4 separate regions of the Mus musculus genome follow, and all the other regions are linked to region 1. The links are chromatin contacts, called in public ChIA-PET, HiChIP or PLAC-seq and promoter capture Hi-C maps. All regions are on one chromosome and are shown on one strand. The core of a region is the stretch at or near the end of the contact, and the rest is flanking DNA. Distances in the headings are between cores, read along the strand shown.

Evidence for each region. Promoter capture Hi-C pulls out the DNA fragments that hold promoters and counts their contacts. ChIA-PET counts read pairs in DNA pulled down with a chosen protein or histone mark. HiChIP or PLAC-seq counts read pairs in DNA pulled down with a chosen protein or histone mark.
Region 2: a FOXA1 HiChIP or PLAC-seq map of pancreatic cancer cells shows a contact between it and region 1. The contact joins the promoter of Prlh here to the promoter of Ilkap in region 1. A contact is called at or near these places in 5 of 39 promoter capture datasets (the 3T3-L1 cell line, the C10 cell line, the HPC-7 cell line and 2 more), 6 of 115 datasets of contacts at active chromatin or transcription factors (the HPC-7 cell line, embryonic midbrain, forebrain and 3 more) and 1 of 9 other capture datasets (liver).
Region 3: a promoter capture Hi-C map of the HPC-7 cell line shows a contact between it and region 1, with 6 times the contacts expected there. The contact joins the promoter of Rab17 here to the promoter of Ilkap in region 1. A contact is called at or near these places in 17 of 39 promoter capture datasets (the 3T3-L1 cell line, 3T3-L1-derived adipocytes, the C10 cell line and 11 more), 4 of 15 datasets of contacts at CTCF or cohesin (embryonic stem cells, large pre-B cells, pro-B cells and 1 more), 24 of 484 Hi-C or Micro-C datasets (the AML12 cell line, B cells, the HPC-7 cell line and 16 more), 7 of 115 datasets of contacts at active chromatin or transcription factors (the HPC-7 cell line, astrocytes, embryonic midbrain and 4 more) and 4 of 9 other capture datasets (adipose tissue, embryonic stem cells, liver and 1 more).
Region 4: a contact with region 1 is called in an RNA polymerase II ChIA-PET map of memory CD8 T cells, with 18 read pairs. The contact joins the enhancer-like site here to the promoter of Ilkap in region 1. A contact is called at or near these places in 2 of 39 promoter capture datasets (the 3T3-L1 cell line and pre-B cells), 1 of 15 datasets of contacts at CTCF or cohesin (large pre-B cells), 2 of 484 Hi-C or Micro-C datasets (cortical neurons and stem cell-derived neurons), 6 of 115 datasets of contacts at active chromatin or transcription factors (extraembryonic endoderm stem cells, large pre-B cells, memory CD8 T cells and 3 more) and 2 of 9 other capture datasets (adipose tissue and liver).

The regions. Positions count from the first base shown.
Region 1 is chr1:91,396,869-91,400,646 of GRCm38.p6, reverse strand. It overlaps Ilkap (integrin-linked kinase-associated serine/threonine phosphatase 2C), which reads left to right and starts at 1,824. Exons shown (of 12, transcript NM_023343.3): 1 at 1,824-1,996. The coding sequence starts at 1,942.
Region 2 is chr1:90,951,391-90,955,168 of GRCm38.p6, reverse strand. Prlh (prolactin releasing hormone) reads right to left here and starts at 2,061. Exons shown (of 2, transcript NM_001101647.1): 1 at 1,965-2,061; 2 at 1,157-1,320. The coding sequence starts at 2,061. The coding sequence ends at 1,157.
Region 3 is chr1:90,967,534-90,971,311 of GRCm38.p6, reverse strand. Rab17 (RAB17, member RAS oncogene family) reads left to right here and starts at 1,692. Exons shown (of 6, transcript NM_008998.4): 1 at 1,692-2,082.
Region 4 is chr1:91,094,065-91,097,842 of GRCm38.p6, reverse strand. All of the region lies in intron 12 of Lrrfip1 (leucine rich repeat (in FLII) interacting protein 1), which reads right to left. Among named protein-coding and RNA genes, the nearest start is that of Lrrfip1, 43 kb to the right of the region's middle. Within about 2 kb of position 1,967, at least 126 of the 459 cell types and tissues checked have an H3K27ac peak or open chromatin away from gene starts, as enhancers often do. A contact at or near this core is called in liver, memory CD8 T cells, pancreatic cancer cells and 2 more, where this site is marked.

The DNA of each region.
Region 1 (3,778 bases), core at 575-3,074:
ACTTGTCATTTTGGATTATGTTATCCTGGTCCCTTTCTGATGTCCTTCCACTCTGTTTCCTATACATCATGAACTGAAGACCCTCCCCTATCACATACTCCTATTGCCATGCTTTCTGCCCAAGTATCTTAAGTCAAGCAACAGACTAAGGAAAAGATTTGTAGGAGAGAAAATGAAATCTGTCAGGGAGTTGAGGTACTGTGATTACCCATAACCCGTTCTTGGCACTTAGTGGAACCCAGAGATCTATTGGTGGTAGGAAAATTAACGAGTCATGTCCAAAGGTGCAGCAGTTCAAGCCTGGTGTGCATGGAGATTATGAAGGGAAAGAGAACAGAAGAGAACTTAGGGTCAGGTCAGAATTCCAATTGCCAGGGGTGGTGACAGAGATTTATATATAGTCCTAGCACTGGGGAGGTAGAGGCATTGTGAGTTCAAGTCCAGCCTGGCCTACTGAGCAAGTTCTTGTCTCCACAAAAGATTTTATTTAGCAGCCAGAAGTTGAGCTGTAAACCAGGTAGAGATGGAGTAATGATTAGAGATGTCCATACATATGAGGGAAAGACAGGCCACATGGCAAACACTGCCAGAATTCATGTGGAATGGTGGCCGACGAGTCTATTTGCAGGAGTGGGAAATCAAGTTTAGTGTGGTGATTTGAATATGCTTGGCCCTCAGAGTGGCACTATTAGGAGGTGTGGCCTTGTTGGAAGAGGTGTGATCTAATTGGTGGAAGTGTGTCACTTTAGGGGTGGGCTTCAAGACCCTCCTCCTACCTGCCTGAGGAAAGTCTGCTCCTGGCTTCCTTTGGATGAAAATGTAGAACTCTCAGGTCCTCCAACGCCGTGCCTACTTGAATGCTGCCATGCTTCCTGCCATGATGATAAAGGACTGTATCTCTAAACCTGTAAGCTAGCCCCAATTGTTGTCTTTTATAAGAGTTTCCTAGGTCATGGAGTCTGTTCACAGCAATGGAAACCCTAAGACACTTAGCAAGAGCTGCTTTAAAAACATAGTGATATCAAGTTGGGATGGGCTGAGAAGTGTATGAGATATATGGACAAAAGACAAAGTGCTGTTATTTCAAAATCCTACATCTGTCAAGGAAGAGACAGTTCTGTCTGAGTGCAGTAAAAACTTCAAACAGTGGCTTGGAGGTCAGCTGGGTGGATCCACCTATTGCAGCTAGAGAATATCTGGTCTACATTTGCAAGGAAGCAATGACTTGTTACCTACTGCACCAAGAAGTCCACACAACACTGGCAAAAAAACCAAAAACAACAACAAACAAAAAAAACAGGTAAGGTGGTGTTGGAAAGGGCTGGTAGGATTGGGGTGTGTAGTCAATAAATTTGGGTACCTTTAAGGAAGTGAAGTCTTTGTGGATTGTATGGTAGGAAGAGGAATTAATTCCATGAGTGGCTCTTTTCTGAGACCAGGGAAAATACACAACACAACTTTGTAATTGGTAAAGCGTCATAAATTTGGTGGCTGAGATGAGGGATGTTTGTCACTTTTGTGGCTTGGCCAGTGATGGTGTTTTTTTCTGGTCTCTATCCCAGTGGGACAGCTGAGACCCCGCTGGGCGCCATCCTGCTCCCGGGCGGTCAGAAGGTGCTTTGCCTGCTCGGTCACACAGGGAACAGTGGACAGGTGCAGACCCGCCTCTCCGGCCAAAAGCCTGTCTGGATGTCAGGCTCGGCGCCACTCCTCCCTTCTTTCCGGGGAAACGCCATAACAATTTATCACGGGACCTAATGCCCAGGCCAAGAGCGCCCGTGCGCTTGCGCAGCCCACCCCCGCCCCGCCCCCGCGCGTAGCACTCTGGGGCGGCGGCTGGGCGGCGCGCGATTGGCAGGGTCTCCCGCGGTGAGTGACGGCGCCGCCGCCGCCGCCGCCGCCCAGGGTAGCGCGGAGCCTCCGCTCCACTGCCCCGCCGCCATGGACCTCTTCGGGGACCTGCCGGAGCCCGAGCGCGCGCCGCGGCCATCTGCCGGTAAGCGGCGCGGGGGAAAAGGGCGGCGCCGGGATGCGCTGCCTCCGCCATCTTCGCGCCACCGCCGCCTCAGTCTCGGCCTGTGGCTCCCGAGGCCGCAGCGACCGCGCGGTCCCTGTCCAGGCCTCGCGTGGCACACGCACGAAGTCCCGCGCCGAAGGGTCGGGGCACTCTGGCTTTAATTTGGCTACAGCAAGACTCCCAGCGGAATGTCCTGGTCCCGGGCCTGTTTGCGTCCTGGAAACCCCGAGAACTTAACAAGTTTCCGACTTCCAGCCCCTTGGTGCGGGGCGCCTGCACAGCCAATGCAGGGCGCTACGGCTAGATAACCGAGGCCGGGGATGGGGGGTGGCGTCTGCAGCCCACGTTTTGGGAAGGTCTTTGGCACGGAATAGGAAGGTGAAGAGGACCCAGCCTTTGCCTTCAGAGAGTTCAGTTCTGATCGCAGAGGCATAGGTTAAAAACCGTGGGAAACGCCAAGCGTCCGGAGTAACGGTACCCGAAGACTAGTGAGAAAGACCTGGGAAGGAGGCGGCCTTTAGCGAGGGCTTCGGCTGATGGTTTCCAGAGATTCTAGGCAAGGAAACAATGTTCAAAAGTGGGAGGGCTCAGATCTCCAGCTTGGCAGAGCGGGACGGGCTAGCATGGAAGAATGCTGGAGCTTGGGGTTATGAGAAGGTATTGACCTGTCCTCTTCACACCTGTGCTTTGGTTTTTAACCTGCGCACCTCCAGACTCCTGAGATGCTTTGTAGTGTCCTCTTTTTGCAGTTGTTCCTGGTAGTGGCACCGTTACGTACCCCCACCAACCACTCTGATGGTACAGAAGCTTCTAAGTAACTAGGCCTTGAGACTGAGTTTGATTCAGCCATGCTTTTTGAAGATAACCACCGTTACAGTTGTGAGTAAAGCTGGCCTCATACAGGCAGCCTTGCATCTGTCACTGGAGTATAACCTGTGTCTGAATGTGCTCGGACCAGAGTTTGGATTGCCAGATGTGCCTAGAAATCTGTCATCATTAGTAGTCCCTATTGCTTTTTATCCAAAGTTATTTTGGGTCTTCTCCGTGGTCAAGGCTCTCTTGACATGACCTAAAACCTTAAACTCAACTTGGGACTTAGCAGATACATGCGTTCCCCATGCCCCTTCCCTCCCTCCCTCTCTCCCCCTCTCCCCCCCAAACATATTGAGTAATCTGAAATAAACTCACTCCTATCCACTACAGGGGGTGGGGGAGACACAAAAACACATTCCAAGAATAATTATGTGTTTTGAAGAAACTGAGGTCACAAGACTCTTGTCTTGTTTTCTCACAGGCACTTAGAATTCTCCTCACAGGACTCCATTCTCAGACCATGTTCCGACACCATACTTTGCTTTAGTAAATGGTGTTGGTTGTTATGTAGTCATAAGAATAAGACTAAATTGCATACTGACCCTGCTCATGCATGGGTAAGTATAACAAATTTTCCAAAATAGTACTGGGAGCAATTAAGAAATAAGTCTAGTCATTTTCACATACTATAGGAAGATGTGTGGACAATGGAAACTGCTGTGTCTTCAGATCAAGCTTTGCACTGCCTTTGACCTTCAGGAACCGCTGGCAAATGTGTGTAATAAGTGATGCCTCCTGCAGATACTATGTGGAATAAAGAGAACCTGTGCGTTTGGTAGAATGCATGGCCCAGGTTCGATTCTATGGTCAGGGATTTGTAGATGATGGCTGGTGACATCCCTAGGATCTGCACTGTAACCACAACATAAAGGGACAGTTGTACTGATT
Region 2 (3,778 bases), core at 812-3,311, 450 kb after region 1:
ATCAAAAAGAATGGGGTCAAGTCTCTGGGATTCTCCTCTGAGCAGGAAGTAGGTTAACATACCCATGTGTGTTGGTAGCTGCAGGATTCTGCAAGGGACAAGGAATGGGGTGTGTTCAGGGTGATGAGGGGCACCACATTGTCACTGAACTGGTGGAGCCACGTAATACATTTGCCCAAACAGCAGACACAATGCCGAACATGCACCTATGGATAGCATAGGTCCTGTGCGATGACACTTGGTGGCTTCATAGGCTGTAATGAATGTTCTCTGTTCTGGGTGCTAGGAACAACACTTTGATAGCATCTAATTTTTGCAGCAAACCCCTAAACATCTCTAAATGTTAATCTTAAAAATGCTGCCGGGCGTGGTGGCGCATGCCTTTAATCCCAGCACTTGGGAAGCAGAGGCAGGCGGATTTCTGAGTTCAAGGCCAGCCTGGTCTACAAAGTGAGTTCCAGGACAGCCAGGGCTTTACAGAGAAACCCTGTCTCGAAAAACCAAAAAAACAAAAAAAAAACAAAAAAACAAAAACAAAACAAAACAAAACAAAAAAACAAAAAAACAAAAACAAAAACAAAAAAAAAAAACAAACCAAAAAATGCCAAGAGAAGGACGTGAGCCATGCCAGGGGCGTTGTGTGGCTTTTCTCTGGGACCAAGTATCTTACATAGTGTAGTGTGTGGTTACCCTGGCTTTATGCAGTATGCAAGCTGAGCATGTGTTCAGGGTACCTTGTGTAGGTGGAAGCTTGTGGGAACAAGTGACCAAGAAAAGGGCACCCCATTTCTGGGCAGTGATGTGGTTTTGGGGAACAGGAATTTATAGGAACACTGAATCAACATTCCCTTCCCCCACTGCAGGGTCTTAAGGGACCAGGACAACCTCTGTGGGGCCTGGTAATGAGCGATCTCAGTTGTTCTATTGGGGGCAGGTGGGAGCCTCTTCTTTCCAAAGAGGTTACTGGGTTCTGAGCTTCTTTCATGGTTACCCTCCCCAGAGAGAAAGCACCTTCCGGTTTGTTACCACATAGTTACAAGTGTACAATAAACAAAGCCAGCACTTTTATTAGATCAGAGGGAAAACCGGAAAGGGAGGGTGGAGGAGGCTCTGCGGGGGGACAGGGAGGGTGGGCTTGGGCTCAGCATCACTGTCTTCATGAGCTGTGAGAGAACTTGGCACTTCCATCCAGTGGGAAGCAGCTTAGCCGGCACCGCAGGCCAGGTCCGGTGACATCCCTCAGGGCTGCCCTCCTCCTCCCGAAGCGGCCCACAGGCCTGATCCCACGACCCGTGTACCAGGCAGGATTGATGTCAGGGGCTGGAAAGGAAAGAGTCAGAGCAGCGTATGGGACACGGGAGCCCCTAAGCTGATGGAAACCTGGGCACCAGGCCATGTTGGCACCCACCCTGATTACACTGGCTGGGCATATCTGGGCAGTGGTGTGGCTTTAGGGAATTTATTTAGACATATGCCAGGATCAGTATTCTCTTCCTGTCTGACTGTCATCCTCCAAAGTCTTAAGGGACCCCACAAAGATGGGTTAGGGGAATGATGAGGACAGGAAACAGGACCATTCTGGGGAGATCTTAACAGGACCAATCTCCCAACTGACTGCATGGTAAGGTAGCTTTTGCTTAGATCCCAGAGGCTCTCAACCTGTGGGTTGTGTCCCTTTTGTTTGGGGGGAAGGGCGCATATCAGACATCCTGCATTTCAGATATTAACATTATGATCCATAACAGTAGCAAAACTTACAACTATGAAAACAGCATCACAATAATTTTCTGGCTGGGGGTCACCACAACATAAGGATCTGTATTAAAAGTTCTGTATTAGGAAGGTTGGAAACCACTGGCTTAGGAGATGGCTAACCTCCCATTCAGGGGCTGGGTACTCAAGGCATTTGGGAAGCATATGGATGGGAGGTGACAGTGGCTGTCCTCCATATGCCAGGCACTCACTGCGGGTCTCCATGGAGTGCTGGTGGGCTCGGCTGGAAGCTCCTGGGAGGACTAAGCCTAGCAGCAGCAAGCACAGAAGCCAGGTCCTCGGTGCCATGCTTCCGGCTTCCTGGATGATGCCCTGGAGATTGGATCCTGAAGCCTGGGGGTAGAGATGCAGAGTACGTTGTATGCACAAAGCCAGGAGGGACCCTAGGTTGTTTGTACAGATGTACGTGTGTGTGTGGTGCGTGTCCGTGCCTATGAGGTGTGCAAATGCATATGTTTAGTGCACATAGCTACAATTATCAGGGGAGAGGTGTGAGCTGTGCACAGGTGGCTGTCTTGGGACATCCTTGGGTCTGTCTGTCCATCTGTGTCAAGAGCTGGGAGGTAGACACCCAGGCCTTGGTGGGAAGCAGATTTATGGGCAGCCTTGTGGTCAGCAGAGGTGGAGAACAATTTGCCCAACCTCAGAGGTAGCTAGGAGTTGGAACATATTGGAACCTCAGTGCCCAGGCTTTCCTCACACTTTGTCTGGGATCTCCTGACACTGAGAGCCAGGCAGGCAATGGAGGACACTTAGCATCCCACATCCCCAGAGAGCTCACACCTCACAGCCTCTACAATAACCCAGGACTTTAGACTCAGTTTGCTGAGACTCCAGAATGGGCCTCTCCTCACAGAGTCCCCCTGAATGACATGGGAAGGCTGCCGCCACTGTGTATGGGAACTGGTACCCTGCTGATGGAGTGTTCTGACCTACCACATAGCATCCACCTGTGATACTTCCTGCAGGGGACCCTTTTCTTCCTACCCCTGACATTTCAGGTCCTATTAGAAGATGCTCAAGGAAGACCCCCCCCCAGCTGACTTTGACGCTCCAGCTTCTCCTTGTCCACACAGCGCTGTCCATCAGAGCTCTTTAAATGCCCACCCTCTCCTCCTCCTCCTCCTGGGATGTCCCACACAGTGAAGGGGAACCCTAACTAGAGGAATGGAGGAGCCACCATGAATCATTGTAAAGACTGCACCCACTCAGGCTGGGTGATGGGGACTGAGAATGCTAACTGATCCTGAGTTCTGAGCCTTTCTGGAGGGTGCCTTCTGGGCTTTGCTTGAGGTGTCCCACTGAGGGCCACCTTCACCTGCCCTCCATCATGGACAGCCCTTGAGTGTCAGAGACCCCAGAATGGTGTGTGGTCCTAGACCACAGACCACAGGTAGTTCTCTCTGCTTGTCCTGCTTGGTGCCCGCACTTGGCTGCCCAGTAAGCCTGGCAGAGAAAACACTTGTGGAGAAGCTGGAAGTCACAGCAACACCCAGCCCTCTCCAGCACTGCCAAGTTACTCACCCTCTCTCTGTCCCTTGAGTGTGGCGATAAGGCTGCCTGGGCGTGAGGTGAGGTCTGCCTGCCTGCTTATCTTTTATAGGCCAACAAGGAGGCAAAGGACGCCCCCAGACCCCTCCTTGAGATGGCGTCTTTGCTTATAGCCTGCAGTTTCCACTACGTCTCTTCTCTCATCATCTCATCAAGACACTCCGTCTTTTTTTTCCTTTCCTTTCTTTTTTTACCTTCTTAAAAAAAAAAAAAACCCAAACCTCTCATCACTGACGTGGTTTGTTCCTTCCTGAATTATATAATTTCATTTGGGCCAAGTGGCTTTAAAACACATTAACACCCCCCCTGCCCCCTCTTCACGCTCTCCTTTGGGCAGACTCCACAGTGACGTGTCCACCCGTCCTCTCAATGTGAACTAGAATATGGCCTCTTCTGAATACTTGTCCCACCTGAGCCATGACTTCCTGGAATTGTGGCCAGGAAGTCCCTTGAA
Region 3 (3,778 bases), core at 443-2,942, 430 kb after region 1:
GAAGAGATCTGTTACCCCAAGAACTCTGAGCAGCCAATAGAAATGGGGGAGTCTCAGTGCTTCTATCCCGGGGAACTGAAGGTTCTGCGAACATCGTGTAAGCTCAGAAGAACTGTCCTGATTGCCTTATCTATGTGGGAAGACCTGCCCCCGTCAAGGGCAGCACCCTCTGCACAGCCCATATATAAAGGGCACAGCAGTAGGAAGATTTTTGGCCTTTTGCTCAACTCCCTCTTGCCTCTGAGTTGATTCCTCTCCTTGCAGCTATTCCTCCACTGATGTCAGAACCAGTGTTTCCAGCCTTCTGATGTGGACTAGACACCAACAGTTCTCCAGAAACCAACTAGTTTTGCAACACCCCCCAATTCCCCTGAGACTGCAGAGGTCCCCAGCCTCATGAACTGAGCAAATACTGGGTTGTTTGCCCCTCTAGAGGGAGACAGTTACAGTGGGATTGTATCTCACTGGTGAGGCAGCCAGCCTCACAGACCAAACGGCTTCTAGAGTCTCACTCTTTCAGTGGGATTCAGCGTTTGTTACTGTTTTTATGTAAGTTGACTTAATACATTCGGCACATATAAAGCTCTTTCCATTGCTCCTTGTGCATGTGTTGCAAGGGCAGGTCCAGCCACCCACAAGTCTGTCTTCAGGGTACTGAATCGAGATTAGAGTTTAAATAGAGGGCCAAGGATAAGCACCTCTATTCTGATCAGTCTCAGACAACGTGTGGTCCCGCCCACCACGGATCCGTCATTATAACAACATGAGAACTTCAGTCTCATTGTAAGGTAGTCCGACAAGCTGTTAGAAATGCATGCAATCTCTTCCCAGGCAGTGTACTCCCCAGTACAAGATTGCTAGGAGAATGCCCACTCCTTTGGGCTCGCTGTTTCAACAGTCTGATGTTCAACAGTCGAACTGAGCTACCTGTTACCCTGCAGCTCTGAGACTTGACCTCTCCTTACAGCTCCCGAGCTGTTGTCTGTCTGTCCATGGGGTTAATAACTCTTTATAAACCCCTTTGATAACCCCCCCCCCCCGCAACAACCCATCTCAGTGTCCCCTTGAACTCCGGAGACCTTTGTACCAGTACCATTTCCAGTGTAAACCGAAAAGGCCACGCCCACACATCTCTACCCACTACAAGGAGGATAGAAGCGGTGCTGGGTGCCACACCTTGGATGCCAATCTAGGCACAGGGAATCAGGGTCCTGTTCAGAAACAGAATGAGGTTCTTGGTCTTCAAGGCTGTGGGGGCACCCAGACGTGTGGACAGGGTGTGCGTCCTGGAGGACAGGGTGACAAGAAGAAGGCCAGTGGCCTCTGCAGAGAAACAGGTTCTTCAGGGTGCATTGGAAAGCCTCTTGGGAATCCACGACAGCTGCCCCCTCCCCCACTTAAACGGTGCTGAGTTCCCCATTGGGAACACAAGCTGGTAATCCAGGTGAGTTGTGAGCACAGAGAGAACACGCGATTGCCTGGGACTTGTGGCTGAGCACAGGAGAACTGATTTCCATCTTTCTTCAGCCTAGAGTTTCTCCTTCTGGGGATCCTCCAGCCCTGCCCAGGCAATTACCTGCTCCAAGGCACACCCATCCCAGGCTCTGGCCCCGGCCCTGCCCATCTGGCATGCGGCCTCAAACTGGAGATGTTTACATAAATTAAGAAGTGAGCTCGCTCGCTCCTGTAACAGAAGAGCTGTTCTCTAAGTCTGTGATGCTTTCTGGTACAGGTGAGACCTGGAAAGGGCTGAAATTCAGGGCTGCAGCTCGGTGAGGAGGCAGAGAGCCACCAAGTGTGACTTCTAGCTTACTCTGACCCAGCTGATCACATGATCATGTGGGGACTTTGCACCGGAGTTTACAGGAAGAGTCCTGCCGGCTGGGGCCTTGGTGGGAGCAGGGGGCCTGCTCACTTCATTTGCTCGGCTGCTGGTAGTCAGTGTGCACTGCTCTGCCCACCCCGCCCCTGGCAGGACCCTGACGAGTCATACAGCACCCAGGGGAAGCACAGCCAGGGGAAGAGAGGGGTGCCTGCGGCCCTGTGGGATGGTGGTCTGTAGCACTCTTCTAAAGTGAACAGGTGAGTCCTTTTTAGATTGTGTTGTGCTGCGTGTGTGTGTGTGTGTGTGTGTGTGTGTGTGTGTGTGTGTGTGCTGTGAGCATGTGTGAGTGTGTGTGTATGTGTGTGTGTGTGTATGTGTGTGTGTGCTGTGAGCATGTGTGTGTGTGTGTGTGTCTGCTGTGAGTGTGTGTGCATACAGATGTGTGTCCCTGTGTTCTCAGGACCTGAATCAGAGGCGAATCTGAAACAGTAGACGCCTTGAGTTTGTTCAGCACCTATAGTGTTCTTGTTTGGGTCACATTGAATTTTCCTTGCAGAAAGTTCCAGTTAAGGGTTTTGAACATAAAAGGCGAGTGTGAGTGAGTGGGTGCCTTGTAAGGAAGCCTTTTCAGATGGCTGCAGAGGCTCCAGCAATAGCAGAGAGCTTGGCAGACTCTTCCAAAAACTCTCTTCTGCAGCTTGCTGTCAAATGCCATGTTGTTCTGAAGTTCGGTGTCTGGAATGGACAGCTTGGAGGATCTGGGTGAAGAGGAAGGGGTGCAGCTTCCTGGGGTTTCCTCCTTCCCTGAATGTGTTTTCTTAGGTGGAAGAGAGGCAGGCTTGTGACTGCTGAAGAAGGACCCAGTCAGGATGGGAAGAGACTCCCAATTGCAACCACTGCCTTCAGAAAGATCCAAATTCTAGAAGAGGGGGCAGGTACCACATCTCCAACTTTCCCTCCAAGTCGAGGCTTCTGCCTGGCTGCTATTGGAAACTTGCAACACACAGTCACTCAGAAAGCAACACGAGCACATCTGCCGTGGTCTTATCTATTACAGAGAAAAATAATTAATAGCAGGAAAAAAATTCAGTGATAGGGGAATGAACTATCAAAGCGAGATAATTGTAGAAATCTGACGCAGGCACGTGGACACTGTGTTTGATGCTATGACCATTAGGGCAGAGTGTGAGATTACATCAAAGCTGAGGTATTGTTGTTGTTATTGTTGCTGCTGTTTTGTTGTTATTAGAGATAGGGTCTTACTCTGTAGCCCAGAAAGGCTTGAAACTTGTGGCAGCCCCCTGCTTAAGCATCCCAAGTGCTGGGATTATAGGCTTACAACAACTATTGGTGTTGTTTTGGAGGTGCAAAGGCAGAGTTCCCCTGTACCACCCCTGAGGCATATCCTGCCACCATCAGTGCTGGGCCGAGCTGGTGCCTCCCGGGGTCCTAACAAGCATAAAAACCCATCATGTTTCAGCCCCGAATTTCACGTCTTTGCCTTGGAAAGCTGCTGGGCCTTTGGTGATGATGCCCAGGCCCTCAGACTTCCTGCTCAGCTTTGGCAGATATCTTTGTTTGGGAGCAGGTGGGCTCAGAGAACTTACCCACTCTGTTCTTCTCTGGAGGGCCCTGGCAGCTGCACTCTTGACAGCTTTGTTTGTGCCATGTATGGGTTGGCCCCAGGGTGACCCGTGAAGGTCCTTCAGTGCCTGCCAACAGCCCTGCCTCCCTTTCTGAAAGCACACCAGGCACGTTTCCAACATGCGTCAGGGTGTGACTGGCATGGGAGCCCCAGGGGCAGAAGACACATAGATCCAGTTAGAATCTGTGGAGCCGCTTCCGGGTTCATTCAGGAGATAGTGAGCACCTGCTGTTCCCTCGCTGGCTTCAGTGACTACGGCAAGCTCACCAAAGGCAATCCAGCTTCAGGGTGGTCGTGATGACCCAGTG
Region 4 (3,778 bases), core at 718-3,217, 300 kb after region 1:
ACCATAGGTTTTAGATCCAATCTCGTACCCATAGGTGCAAGCTTGCTCTCCACCTGGACCCTGCCTTGCCTCTTTAGACAACATGAATCACGGGGGCGGGGGTGGGGGGTGGGGGGGTGGGGGTGTCTTTGTTTTCAAATTCGAATGGGCAGACAGCTAGCTCAGCACTTTTCTATGAGTACACAAGACAGCAAGTCCTGGCTCCACCCGAGACATTCCTGAAGGATGCTTCAGATCTGTGGAAGCTCTCTTGGATTCCAGTGGGCTGTAGGGCTTAGATGAGGAGGATGCCCTAGGTGTCACCTGGCTCTGCTTGGCTGTGGTTCAAGCCTAGATCCTCTAACCCCAGCTTCTGCCTCTCTCCACGCACCTGCCCTCATGGCTCGTGCAGGTGCAACTGATGTTTATGTTATTTATTTGATGAACATCTTCTAGCCCAGTCTGTGTATCCCATGAAGGGCGAGGGCAGGTTTGCATTGCCTAACACTGTTGACTCATGACCAGACTATTCTAGGTGCTCAATTAACATGAGAAAAATATGGGGGGGGGGTGCGCGCGCATGTGTGCACTTCCTACATTTCTTTCTGTGGCTTTCCAACCAAAAGCAACTTGGGAAGGAAAAGCTTTATCTGGCTTGCACCCCCCAGGACACAGTCTGCCATAGAGGGGGCACCAGGGCAGGAACTTGGAGGTAGGAACCATGGCTAGCTTTTTTATAAAACCCAGGACTGTCTAGGGATGGTATCGCCTACAGTAGGCAGCACCCCCTACAGCAATTAAAATCATCTTTTACAGACCAACATGGTAAAGACAATTACTCCATTGAGACTCTGGTTTCAGGTGATTCTAGGCTGTGCTGACAGTTAACACTAATTAGGATGGAAAGGCTAAGTGGAGGTGGGGACGGAGTTACAGAAGAATGGGAGTGGAGTGGGGAGTGGTGCTGGAATGAGGTGGAACTCCGTCCCCTGCCACTTACATTCGGGCTGATGCATCTTGGCTCTCCTAAGAATTGTATCATTGGGAGCCCCAAACCTTTAGTCTTAGCCCTTGCAGTAGCCTATGGACACAGAGGTATATTCACGTTTTTAAAGGGGAATGAACCATCACTTCCTTTGTTTGGTGACTTTTACTCTTCGGTTGCACCACCCTGCCCCCAGTGTGTAGCACTGCCTCACTTCCTGTCTGACAGATGCAAGATGCAAAGCCTTGAGGGCTGCAGCTGACTTTTGCATTTTCTTCTGTCTTTGGCTCCTGGTAATTACTCCTGGTGAAATACTAAGCCGGGGGTATTTTCCAAGAACCAATATGGACACCAAAAACTATGTCCTATTATGGCTGGGGCAGCTCAAACCAAGCAAAAACATATGCCTTTCAGGGGGCTACTTCATCTGAAGGAGTTTATTTCTGCCTACTTGCCCCAAGTCAGGAGCAGGAGCTGTGACGTGGTGTTAACTCCATCTTTTAACCCCTGCCTTGCTGCACATCCTACTGCATGGGTCTCCCACAGAGGCCAGGATGGAGAGGTCACTGTATCCTTGTTTGTTCCAAGGACAGAGGGTGACAAACCCAGCATCTTGGTGCCTAAAAAAGCATAAAGAAAGAATAGAATCAGCCCTGTTGTTTCTAAGATTCAGGTCCAGCATTAACATAATGCTTTTCTGTGTCCCAGGGCTATGTATGCACTGGGAAGGTGGGTGTGCAATTTGGATCGGCTTTTAACAAAGTGTCAATGAAGCATGTCCAGCTTTGCTGGTGGGAAGAAACCCAGAAGCTCCTGTTCAGACTTGTGGGTCTTCCTGCCTGAGAGGGAGGAGTAGTCAGGAGCAGGCCTGGGAGAGGGACCTGGCAAAGGCTAGTGACCCTCCCACTGACTGAAGAATTTCCTGGAGGCTGCCCTGCATTTGCAGAGGGGTCACTGCACCTGAGAACCATACCCAGGAGGCTCCCCAGTTAGTGTGGAGGTACCTGGCTGTTGTGAGGTGCCAGGTTGAGTTGGGAGGCCAGCCAGTTTTCCACACATCTTTGCGCTGACCTTTGCTCACTAAATGACAACAGAAATAATGATCGAAAGATCTTTAGGGCAACAAATAAACAAACAGGTGACTGGAGAAGGGGAGGGGGGACATCTACTGATTATCTCTGCAACAGACTTAGCAGCCTTCACCGGAGGGAATACAGAGCTCTGCTGGATTGATGCATTTCTCACAGTAGCACAGAAGGGAAAGTATGACCACACCTCCAGTTCCCCACATCACAGAGATCACTTCTCTTGCCTCACAGGCTGCAGAGACCAAGACATACAATGCATGCCTCTGTGAGGAAATAACAGCCAAACTTGTTTCATGTGTGTAAATTTTCCACAGATCTGGAAAGTGCACACACAACAAAAGGATCCGAATCTGACTTCAGTCTTTCCAGTCACAGAAACCATGAACATTCCCACATCATGACCTCATCTTGATACTTAAATAAATCCAAGGGCCACGCCTAGTGATGACAAATCAGCCACCCCAGACAGTCATTGCTGGGGCAGCGGGGTGGGGTGGGGTGGGGTGGGGTGGGGTGGAGGAGGTGTTGTTAAGAATCTTTGAAAGTAAAGCTACAAACTTCTTTTGATTGCAAACACTCCACTTATTCCTCAAGTGTACAGTTGACTATTACGCACAAGAAAGAGGATTCTACACTAAAACAAATCCAATGAGCTCATCTATGCAAGTGCTGTATCTTGGGTCTGCTGCATTCTGGGATGCAGGAACCAATCCTGGGCAGTATAGTGTTCAGGAACTGAGTTCTAAACTATGTATTTATGTCTGAGCCCAGCAAAAGAGATTGGCCTGGACTGTCTGCACTTTCCACTCATGGCTTTCAAAATGTGGGCCTCCCTCCACCCACACTGATGCTATAGCCTGGGTGTGTCTCCCTACCACAGCCAAAACTGTCTGGTCAGGTGTGGTGCATATGATACACCTGTAGCCTCAGCACTTGGGATGTGGAAGCAGTCGGGATAGGAATTCAAAGATATCTTCAACTATATAGTGAATTCAAGGCCATTTGGGGATAGAAGAAAAAAACCAAGGGGCTGGGGAGGTGGCTCAGTTGGTAAAGTATTTGCTATGAGGCATGATGAGGACCTGAGTTTAATCTCTAGCAACACATTTTAAAAAGAAGAAGAGGGACGAGGAGAAGGAAGAAGAAGAGGAGGAAGAAGAGAAGAAAGAGGAAGAGGAGAGAGAGGAGGAAGAGGGAAGAAGAGGAGGAAGAAGAGGAAGAGGAGGAGGAGCAGGAGGAGGAGGAAGAGGAGGAGGGTGGGGGAAGAAGAGTAGGAGGAGGAAGCGGCAGCAGTAGAGGCAGCAGCTGGCTTTGTGGTATACAGCTGTAATTCCAGCATCCATGTAGGAGTATTCCGGGTACTTGCTGACTAGCCAGAAAATCAGCAAGAACCAGGCCTGGTGAGAAGCTCTGTCCCAAAATATTTATGTTAACAGCAATAGAGCAAGATAGCAGATATCTCCCCACACATCCCACAACCATACACAAAATAATTCCTTGGTTAGATAATGTTAAAGTAGCCTCAAAGGAAGCCACCGATCGGGTGACGAACTGTGTTCTTTGGCCTTGGTTCCTTCTGCCATGTCTGGCATGTGGTGAGCCACAGATAGGAGAGAAGGGTCCCAGTGACACTTTCTAAGCAGTTTTCGAGCAAATGTGACACCAGGTAACCTAAGCAGTAATGAGAACAGCAAGACACTTCCAGGCTTGTACTTTAAAACTTGTC